Regions from separate parts of the Ovis aries genome. Here region 2 is linked to region 1. The links are chromatin contacts, called in public Hi-C maps. All regions are on one chromosome and are shown on one strand. The core of a region is the stretch at or near the end of the contact, and the rest is flanking DNA. Distances in the headings are between cores, read along the strand shown.

The links. A called contact is a pair of places that touch in the nucleus more often than the background predicts.
Region 2: a contact with region 1 is called in a Hi-C map of skin fibroblasts, with 2.7 times the contacts expected there. The contact joins the promoter of FAM114A1 here to the enhancer-like site in region 1. A contact is called at or near these places in 2 of 16 Hi-C or Micro-C datasets (skin fibroblasts and tail adipose tissue).

The regions. Positions count from the first base shown.
Region 1 is chr6:58,189,238-58,193,684 of ARS-UI_Ramb_v3.0, forward strand. No RefSeq gene overlaps it. Among named protein-coding and RNA genes, the nearest start is that of TBC1D1, 270 kb to the left of the region's middle. Within about 2 kb of position 2,039, at least 33 of the 54 cell types and tissues checked have an H3K27ac peak or open chromatin away from gene starts, as enhancers often do.
Region 2 is chr6:58,805,608-58,810,054 of ARS-UI_Ramb_v3.0, forward strand. FAM114A1 (family with sequence similarity 114 member A1) reads left to right here and starts at 2,258. Exons shown (of 15, transcript XM_060416961.1): 1 at 2,258-2,332. It also overlaps a transcript of TLR6 not described here.

The DNA of each region.
Region 1 (4,447 bases), core at 789-3,288:
TACAGAAACACTTGGCTCTTGGTACAAAACTGCAATCAAATGGGAAGCTATTTTATTTAAATAAATAAACTGTGTTTATTGTTCAGTCAGTGCATGTGAAGATTCTTTGTAGGGTCCAGACACCCTGTCTTCCTGTCCTTTGTAGTTCAACCTGCTGTTCAAAGTTAATTTCATATCTCCTACTATAAGGAAGGAGAAACATTGCTGTTATCATGCAAGCGCTCCTCAGAGCCTGGCTTGTATTGAAACAAAATAGATCTTTTCCCTTCAGTTTTCCTCCAACACCATTAAATTAAGGGTTGTTACATGGTACCTGGTGACCTGCCTCATCCTCCTACTCCTGGTGAAGATGGGCTCCCGGTGACCCTCTCCAAGATTGCCATGTGCCTCCCCCTTGATACTGAGCATGAAATGCGAGGGTTCCCTATCGTGTAAGAAAGTGTGAATGTTAAATCTGCTGTTTCAGTTTCATGCATTGGAGAAGGAAATGGCAACCCACTCCAGTGTTCTTGCCTGGAGAATCCCAGGGATTGGGGAGCCTGGTGGGCTGCCGTCTATGTGGTTGCATAGAGTCGGACACGACTGAAGCGACTTAGCAGCAGCAGCAGCAGCAGCAGCACAAATTATCTCCCTCTGTGTTCTGAACTCTGCAGGCGGTAATCATGGCCTTCCTAGCCTGTGATCTCTTTCCTTGGGTACCACACCCCAGCCACATACCCATGGCCCAGAGGGTGGTGGCCTGGGCAAGGGTGAGAGGAACAACCCCATTCCTGCAAAAACCAAGATGGCCTCATCAGACAACAGGACAAACTTACTTCTCTAAGAGTGTTTGGAAAATGCTGTAACTGTGGTCAAACCCAGCCATCACCTAAATATGAGAGTGAAAAATCACTTGTACAGTCAGAGACAGAGCTCTGGTCTCCAACCCTCTTTTAAAGGCTTTCTAGTTCTCACACTGGTTACATACTGCCTTTCTCTTTCTCAAGAAATCCATGTGGAGCTTCTCCCTACATGGGGGATCAATTTATTTGACCATCTACGTTTGGAAAATTGAATAATCTTACTAGAAATTGAAAATATTAATGTCAAAACATGAGACGCTTATAAACCATAATGCATAATTTTGCACAGTTAAAAATTTTTTTTAAAAGTCTAAGAAATTTCGGGCTGCTTGAAACTGATATGATACTCTATGTCAATTAATTCTCAATAATAAATCTTTAAAAATCCCTACTTGTACTGGATTCTTCAGACTAACCTATTTACTTTAATGTGACTTATTCTGTATGAGATATTTGTTCGCAAAGTTTGAGACCCATTGAAACTCATGGATTCAACTCATTTCTCCATGATTTAAATGACTTTGAATATGCTTTTCATCTGCTAGGGGTGTTCTTCCCTCACGTGATGAACTCCTATTTGTACCTCAAAACTCACCTCAAATCTTCCCACTCCCACCCCTGCTCCACACACATTTCTTTGCCTGCCAATTACAGGTTATCACCACTTTCTCTGTAGTGCGCATAGTATAAAACTTTACTTTTACATTTATTCCACGTTAGTGTCATGTATTTGTTTATGCATCTCTTTCATCTATCAGATTGGACACTCTTTCAGAGCAAAACTTGCTTATTTTTATTCATTCCCCTTCCCAGTGCTTAGCACTGGGCCTGACATACAGCAGATCTCAGCAAGTCTGCTGATTAAAAGCAATGTTTTCTTCACATTTTAAAAAACAACTGAAAAATCTCAGATGCTCCGAGTTGCTGCTACTTGAAATCCAAAAGGAGATTGTTAGTCCTTTTTTTTCTGAGTCAGCTGTGTGACTCCGTGTCCAGAAAACACAGGAGTTGCCCTGGCAGTGGGCTCAGGGAGGGTGGTCACAAGATCCTAGCCCCTTAGGGGGAGGGAGAGAGGAGGACGTCGAGGGAGGGAGCATCCAGCTGCTGGTCCAGCGGTGGGGCCTGCTGTCTCCCCCCTCCTCCGCCCCCTCACAGCCTCTCCCAACAGCTCTGTACTTACAGCCACTCAGACAAGCCCTGGCATTGTTTGCCTCTAGGGTAGGGTCAGAGGCCTTATAGGAATGGCATGATTCTACTTCCTTAAATAGCGACTTGGGAATGAAATGAGTAACCATGTCTTTAATTAGCCATACCCTAGAGGCCCGGAGGGGGCTGGTAAATGGTGGGCTCCCAGCCAAGATCAGCAGTGTGCGGCTGGTTCTCACTCCGTCCAGGGAGATTTACTGGGACGTTTTAGTTGCCTTTCTCCCCCAAGCTGTCCTGTCAGCTCCTGCTCCCTTCTGCCATCATTTCAGCCTCATGGGCTGCTCAAGGTTGACAGAAGCAAAGAAAGGAGGGGAAAAAGCTGAACTTTTCTGCACATCTCTTATGCACCAGGCTCCGTGCCAGACTCTGAGAACAACAAAGTAAAAGACGGGAGAAACCCGAGGATGCAACCCAACGAAAGCAAAACTCCTGTGGTCCAGTCCTGGAGCAGCATCAGAGAGGGCCCCAGCAACCAATGGCACTGCAGAGTGATTCAAGTCCCTTCCTTGTGCTCTTAAACTCAGTAAATAGAGTCTTCGTGGACATCCAGAGTTACTCTCAATATAACCTCTTCCCTTTTCTATCCGCTTCCTTACGCCCTCAGCCTGCCTTGCTTGGCATTCTTCCTTCAGCTCCCCCCAGAAAGCTGTCCCAGTCTACTCTATTTTTCCTTTCTTTAGTTTAGAGAAAATGTCTTTCTAGCCCTAGTCCTTATCTCTCATGTCTTCTAAACACCTCTTTCTTCTCTTAGTTTTCTCTCCCCAACTTTGACTCTATATCACAGCAAAGAAGAATCCTGGAAAGGGAGATTGCCATGCTCAGAACAGAAAGAGAGGTGGAAGCTGAGTGGAAGAAGCTTTGTAGCTGGTAAGGAGAGGGCAGCCAAGCTGGGGATACTTAGAGGACAGTAATCCCTCTCCTGTCGCTCAGATTTGTAAACAGCATGGAAGCTTGCAAAGCAGTGCAGCCAAGGCGTGGAGGAGGAAATGGACTCTAGTTGGTGCTGAGGGAGCACTTTCCCTAGGCAAAAGGCCTGAGATGAGTTTGGAAGGAAGGCTGGGAGTTCACCAGGAGGCCAAGGACAAAGGGATTTCTATTCAGAGGAAATGAGGAGAGTGAAGCCCCGCTGTGTAAGACAAGAGGAGGTTGAGTCCCTGGGTGGATTGTGTCAGGCTCCTGACCTCCAGGCTTTCCAGTAGGATCAGTGATTGCAGATGAGAGGCAGGATCCCTTCCTTTCAGCGATTTATCCTGAAACACAGGGTCCAACCAAGACTTCCAGGAAAAGTGCTGATGAGCTGGTAGGCAAGGCAGAGAGATGTCCCTTCCTTTCCAGAGTGTGTGCCTGCCTGCGTGCGTGCTTAGTGGTAGTCTGACGCCTTGCGAACCCCTGGACTGTAGCCCACCAGGACTCTGTCCATGGGATTTCTCCAGACAAGAATACTGGAGTGGGTTGCCATTTCCTATTTCAAGGGATCGTCCCAACCCAGGGATTAAAACTCCTTGCATCTCCTGCATTGGCAGGTGGATTTTTTTTTTCTTTAAATACCACTGAGTTACCTGGGAAGCCCTGCTTTCCCAGGGAAAGGAATGTGAATTCAGCCACTGAGCTGTGGCTAGAAGGTAAGTGGGCCCCCTCCTGAGGAAGGAATGAGTGCCTCAGGCAGGTCTGAGCTGAGCTGGGCTGGCAGGGCTGGCTTTGCCCAGACCAATTCCAGTACCCTTAGCAAGGAGGTGGAAAGCCCTCTCAGCTCCATTCGGTATTCTGCCCTCCAGACCTCAAGAGCTTTATTCTTAAATGGCCATTCAGCCTGGGCTCAGCACCCTCATTTCTGCACTCCCTCTGCCTCTCAGCTCATGCATGTATCTGTGCTCCCGAGATTGTAGGAACTGTGTTTGGAGCCAGGATTTACAAGAATGGTGCAGCTGGTGCTAACACAGCACCAAGGATTCTGCAGAAAAATATCAGGAAGCCTAGGGTCCCCGGATCAGCAGCACCAGCCTCACGTGGGAAATTGTTAGAAATGCAAGTTCTCAGGCCCCATCCCAGACCTAGGGAACTGGTGGGCTATCTTTCAGGGGTGTCCTGTGTTCCGCGAACCGGAGAGCTGCTTAAGGTTGTGGTGTTAACCAGTGCTGAGCAGAACTGAGCCCCCAGGTTGGTGAGGGTTCCAAGGCAGAAATGCACTTCTGACCCAAGGGCCTCTTCTCTAATGAATGTAAAAGCACTGCTTGTCCTTTTCCGGGAGCGGGGTCAGCTTGACAAAATGCCAGAAGTGTTGCAACAGAGGCAGAATTCTGACTTATCTGCAGAATGAACCTTTTGCTCTCTGAGGGTATGAAGGAGAAGTAACCAGGATGTAACCAGGGCTCCATGTAACCAGGAGGGGCTGGAGGGGC
Region 2 (4,447 bases), core at 1,008-3,507, 620 kb after region 1:
AGGCCTGGTGTGACTGAGCGACTGAACTGAACTAAACTGAATGAGGTTCAATTAAAATAAATAAATAAGAAGACGTAAACAGACATTTTTCCAAAGAAGACATATAGCTGACCAAGAGATACATGAAAAGACATTCAACATTGCTAATTATCAGAGAAATGCAAATCAAAGCTATAACTAGATGTCATGTCACATCAGTCATTATAGCCATCATCAAAAATCTACAGAGAATAAATGCTGGAGGAGGTGTGGAGAAAAGGGAACCCTCCTACACTGTTGGTAGGAATGTAAATTGGCACAGTCACTATGGAGAACTACAGGGACGTTCCTTAAAAAACTAAAAATAGAACTATCATAGATCCAACAATCCCACTCCTGGACATATATCTGCAGAAAAACATGGTTTGAAAGGCTACATGCACCCCAATGTTCACTGCAACCTTGTTTACAATAGCCAAGACATGGAAGCAACCTAAATGTCTACAGATGACTAGATAAAGAAAATGTGGGTAATGGAATATTACTCAGCCATTAAAAAGAACGAAATAATGTTATTTACAGCTACATAGATGGACCTAGACATCATCATATTAAGTGAAGTCAGACAGAGAAAGACAAATATAGTGGTGCTTATATGTAAAATCTTTTAAAAATTGTACAAATGAACTTTTTTTCCAAAACAGAAACAGATTCACAGACTTTGAGAACAAACTTATTGTTGTAGGGGGGAGGAGGGGGATAGATTAGGAGTTTGGGATTGATCTATATACAATAGATAACCAAGAGGAACAGGGAACTGTGCTCAATATTCTGTAATAACCTGAATGGGAAAGAATTTGAAAAAGAATTGATACAGGAATGTGTATAACTGAATCACTTTGCTACACACCTGAATCTAACACGACATTGTTAACGGACTATACTCCAATATAAAATTAAAATTAAAATTAAAAAAAACGGGTGTGTGTGGGCGGGGGGGTGGGGGGGTGGGGTGGAATGCCTGATTGCGCTATTGCCTTTCAGCAGGGTAGAGAGGGGCAGGTTTGGCAAAGGAACTTGCTGTGCCCTGTGCTAAGTCGCTTCAGTTGTGTCCGACTCTGCGACCCTGTGGACTATAGCCTGCCAGGCTCCTCTGTCCATGAAACCTTCCAGGCAAGAATACTGGAGAGGGTCGGGTTGCCATGCCCTCGTTCAGGGCATTTTCCGGACCCAAGGATCCAACCGGTATCTCTAATGTCTCCGGCATCAGCAGGTGGGTTCTTTGACCCAAGGCAAACATAAGTCACAGGCACGGTGTCTGTGGTACACCAAAACACACCTGGAATACAATTTGCTAACACCACTGAAGAACTCAGAAAAAAATAACTGCTTTCAACATTAAAATCTCCTTTTTATATAAAAATACATATACTATATATTCACAAGAATAGATTTATACTGTACATGCGCTCTTCTAAGTTTTCCCTGCCCTCACTTAATATTCGGCTATGGTCCGCCCTCCTTCCATATCAACAAACTGGACATACAGTTATAATTTCTAACGACTACAGCATACCTGGTCGTTTGAAGTTACTAAAAATTACTTCACCAATCTTTTGTTGGGAGGACAGTTTACTTCCGGGTTGTTTTCTGTGGCACAAACAATCACAGTCAACATCCTCGGACATACACGTGTGCACAGTTGACTGCTTACTTGGTACACATTCGCAGATGTGGAATTCCTGGGCCAGTGCTAACACATTTGAATTTTGATCCACGTTTCCAAACTGGCCTTCTAGAAAGTGTTTTTATTCGGTTGGCTGGTTTTAAATCAGATGACACTCTCACAAACAGGGTAAGGGAAAGCTATTTAAAGCACCATGCGGGGGGGTGGGGGCGGGGGCGGAGGAGTGGGATCGAAAACTCTTGCTGAACTTGAGCAACCCCTTCCTGGTTTAACTGCGCAGTTTCCTGGCCGCTTTTAAAGGAAGGAAAGGGAACGGGAGAGCCCCTAGATCCGCCCCGGGCGGGGGTGGGCGCCCCTCCAGCTCACCAGGCGGCACGAAGTTCGGAAAAACCAAGTTTCCGATGCTTGGTCGGAAATGCGGCCGCGACCCCCATCCTCGAGCCCCGCAGCCTGGGTGAGGGGGTGCCCGGACCTCCGCCGCGCTCCGGGCCGGGACCCTGGCGGGGCCGCGGGGGCGGGGCCCTGGCGGGGCCGCGGGGCGGGGCCGCGCGGCCAGCCCGCCCCGTCCCGCTCCCAGCCCGCCCTCCGGCCGCGTCCCCGCCGGCCCTGCCGACGTGGCGGGGCGGGACCCGGCGGCGCTCCCGCGCGCACTCGGCCGCCTGAGCGGTAAGAGCCCCGGGCACCTCTCGCCTTCACCCCCTTCCCCGGGCGGGCGCGGGGGCGGGGGGATGCGGGAACAGCTGCGGCGGGGTGACGGGGAGACCCTGCCGTCTCTGTCTATCCCGTTCGGTTCCCCGAGTCGGCAGGGGCTGGGCACCGGGCGCAGGATCGGAGGGAGCGGCCCTGGAGGTGAAGGTCCGGGCAGGCGCGGGCGGCGCGGCCGAGGGCCCCGCGTGGGTGCGGGCGTGTGAGTGTGTGTGTGTGAGTGTGTGTCGCTCCGGGTCCACGCTCATGCACACACCCACACGCCCGCACTCCTGCTCTGCCCCCTCGGCCGGCGTGAACCTCTGCGGAGCCTGCCTTGTGCTCCCGAAGTATTCGGTCCCAGCACAAAGCAAGTCTGAAAAAGTTTCCCCCAGGTCCCAGGTCCCAGTGAGAGGCAAGCTGCGGGGTGTCCGCAGCGGCGGGCACAGGCGAAGCAAGTCTCATCCCGGGGTTCGCCAGCCCTTGGCCTGGAAAAGCCGAGCTCCGGCCTTGCCCTCCCACCTAAGCTCATCATCCGTCATCTCTCCCGCTGCAGACGCCGGCACTGCCGGCGCTTCCACCCCAGCTAGCACCCTGAGCCAGCCCACCTCTATTCACAGCCTCCAGGTTGAGCCCCACTCCCCGCCCCAACCCCCCCACCCGCCGGCCCAGTCGCTCCTCTTCCTCCCTGGAACCAGGTATTTCTAACCATCTCAGATCAGGCACCTGAATTTCACTGCCCTTCCTGGAGTAGAAAGAACTCTGCATGAACTGTCAGGGTGATCTCTCTGTCCTTCGATGCCATCAGTTCTCATCCTAAACATCTTGAGAGAGTCAAGTGGGTGGCTTTTAAAGTCAATGTCCCGAACTCCAGAAGACCTCGTCCACCCTGAGAAAACTAAGTAGGCAGGCTTTCTCCTCAGAGCCTTCTCTGCCCTCTTTTCCTCCCGTTGCCCCTTCCCCACCTCACCTGTGTCCATTCCCTGCCTTTCCTTCCTTTCCTGAGCTCAGGAAAAAATCTGATAAACTTCTTAGGGCATAAGTTCTAAGCAAAAGAAGGGAACTTTGAGGGTGGGATCTGAGCCTCCTTGGAGCCAGTGCAGAAGGAATTTGAGGGTGGGAAGGAGCCTTGCTGATTCTCACGGATTCAGACATCATTAGACCAGGCTTACATCACACATTGTTTCTCTTTAATCAATATCAAACAATATATTTCAGTTCAGTAAATATTAGATCGTCGGAAAACAAGCTAGGTGCTTGTTGGTCACAGTTCTGGAGGAGAGACAAATGTCTCCTTTTAAAAAATGATACCAAAAAAATGATACAGAAATAAATACTCCTTAAAAATGCCATAGAAGTCTATGCAATGTATCTTCTAAAACATTGGAAGGAGTGGGGCAAATTTGGGAAAATTTCAAAGTAGAAAGTAACATTGTTGTTCAGCCACTGAGTCATATCAGACTCTGCCATCCCATGAACTACAGCGCACCAGGCTTCCCTGTGCTTTACTGTCTCCTGGAGTTTGGTCAAACTTACGTCCATTGAGTTGATGAAAGTGATTCTAGACACCGAGAGAAAAAAAAAAAAACAAAACAGGACTTTGCCAGGCAGTTGGAGGCAGGGCATCCTGGTCAGAAAACCCAGCATAAGCAAAGATGGAGATGTTTATGAGCTGCCTGGGCAGTGATGGAAAATGTGCTGTCTGTTGAGTTGAGAGTTCCAGGAGGCTGATAGAGAAAGTGGAGCTGGACTGTGAGGGGCCCCAGATGCCATGCAAAGGTGTTTAAACCTCCTGTTTTTTAAACAGGTCCTTATTTGTGTTTCATAAAGTTACCTGGCAGACGTGTGGAAGCCAGACTGGAGGAAAAAGAGTCTGGGCTCTGGGTACACATACTTGTCAAGTACCGCTGGAACTCTTGCAACCTGGTTAAGATCCTGTCATCCAGTTTTTGTTCCTGGTCTTTCACTGACTGACACTTTTTAAATTTGGAGGCAGTGATCTCACACAGGGTATTGTATTACCAACTCCTTATTTTGCCAAGTGAGACCATTTAACAAATCCATGCACTCCAATACTATTTCATAAAATGAAAGATG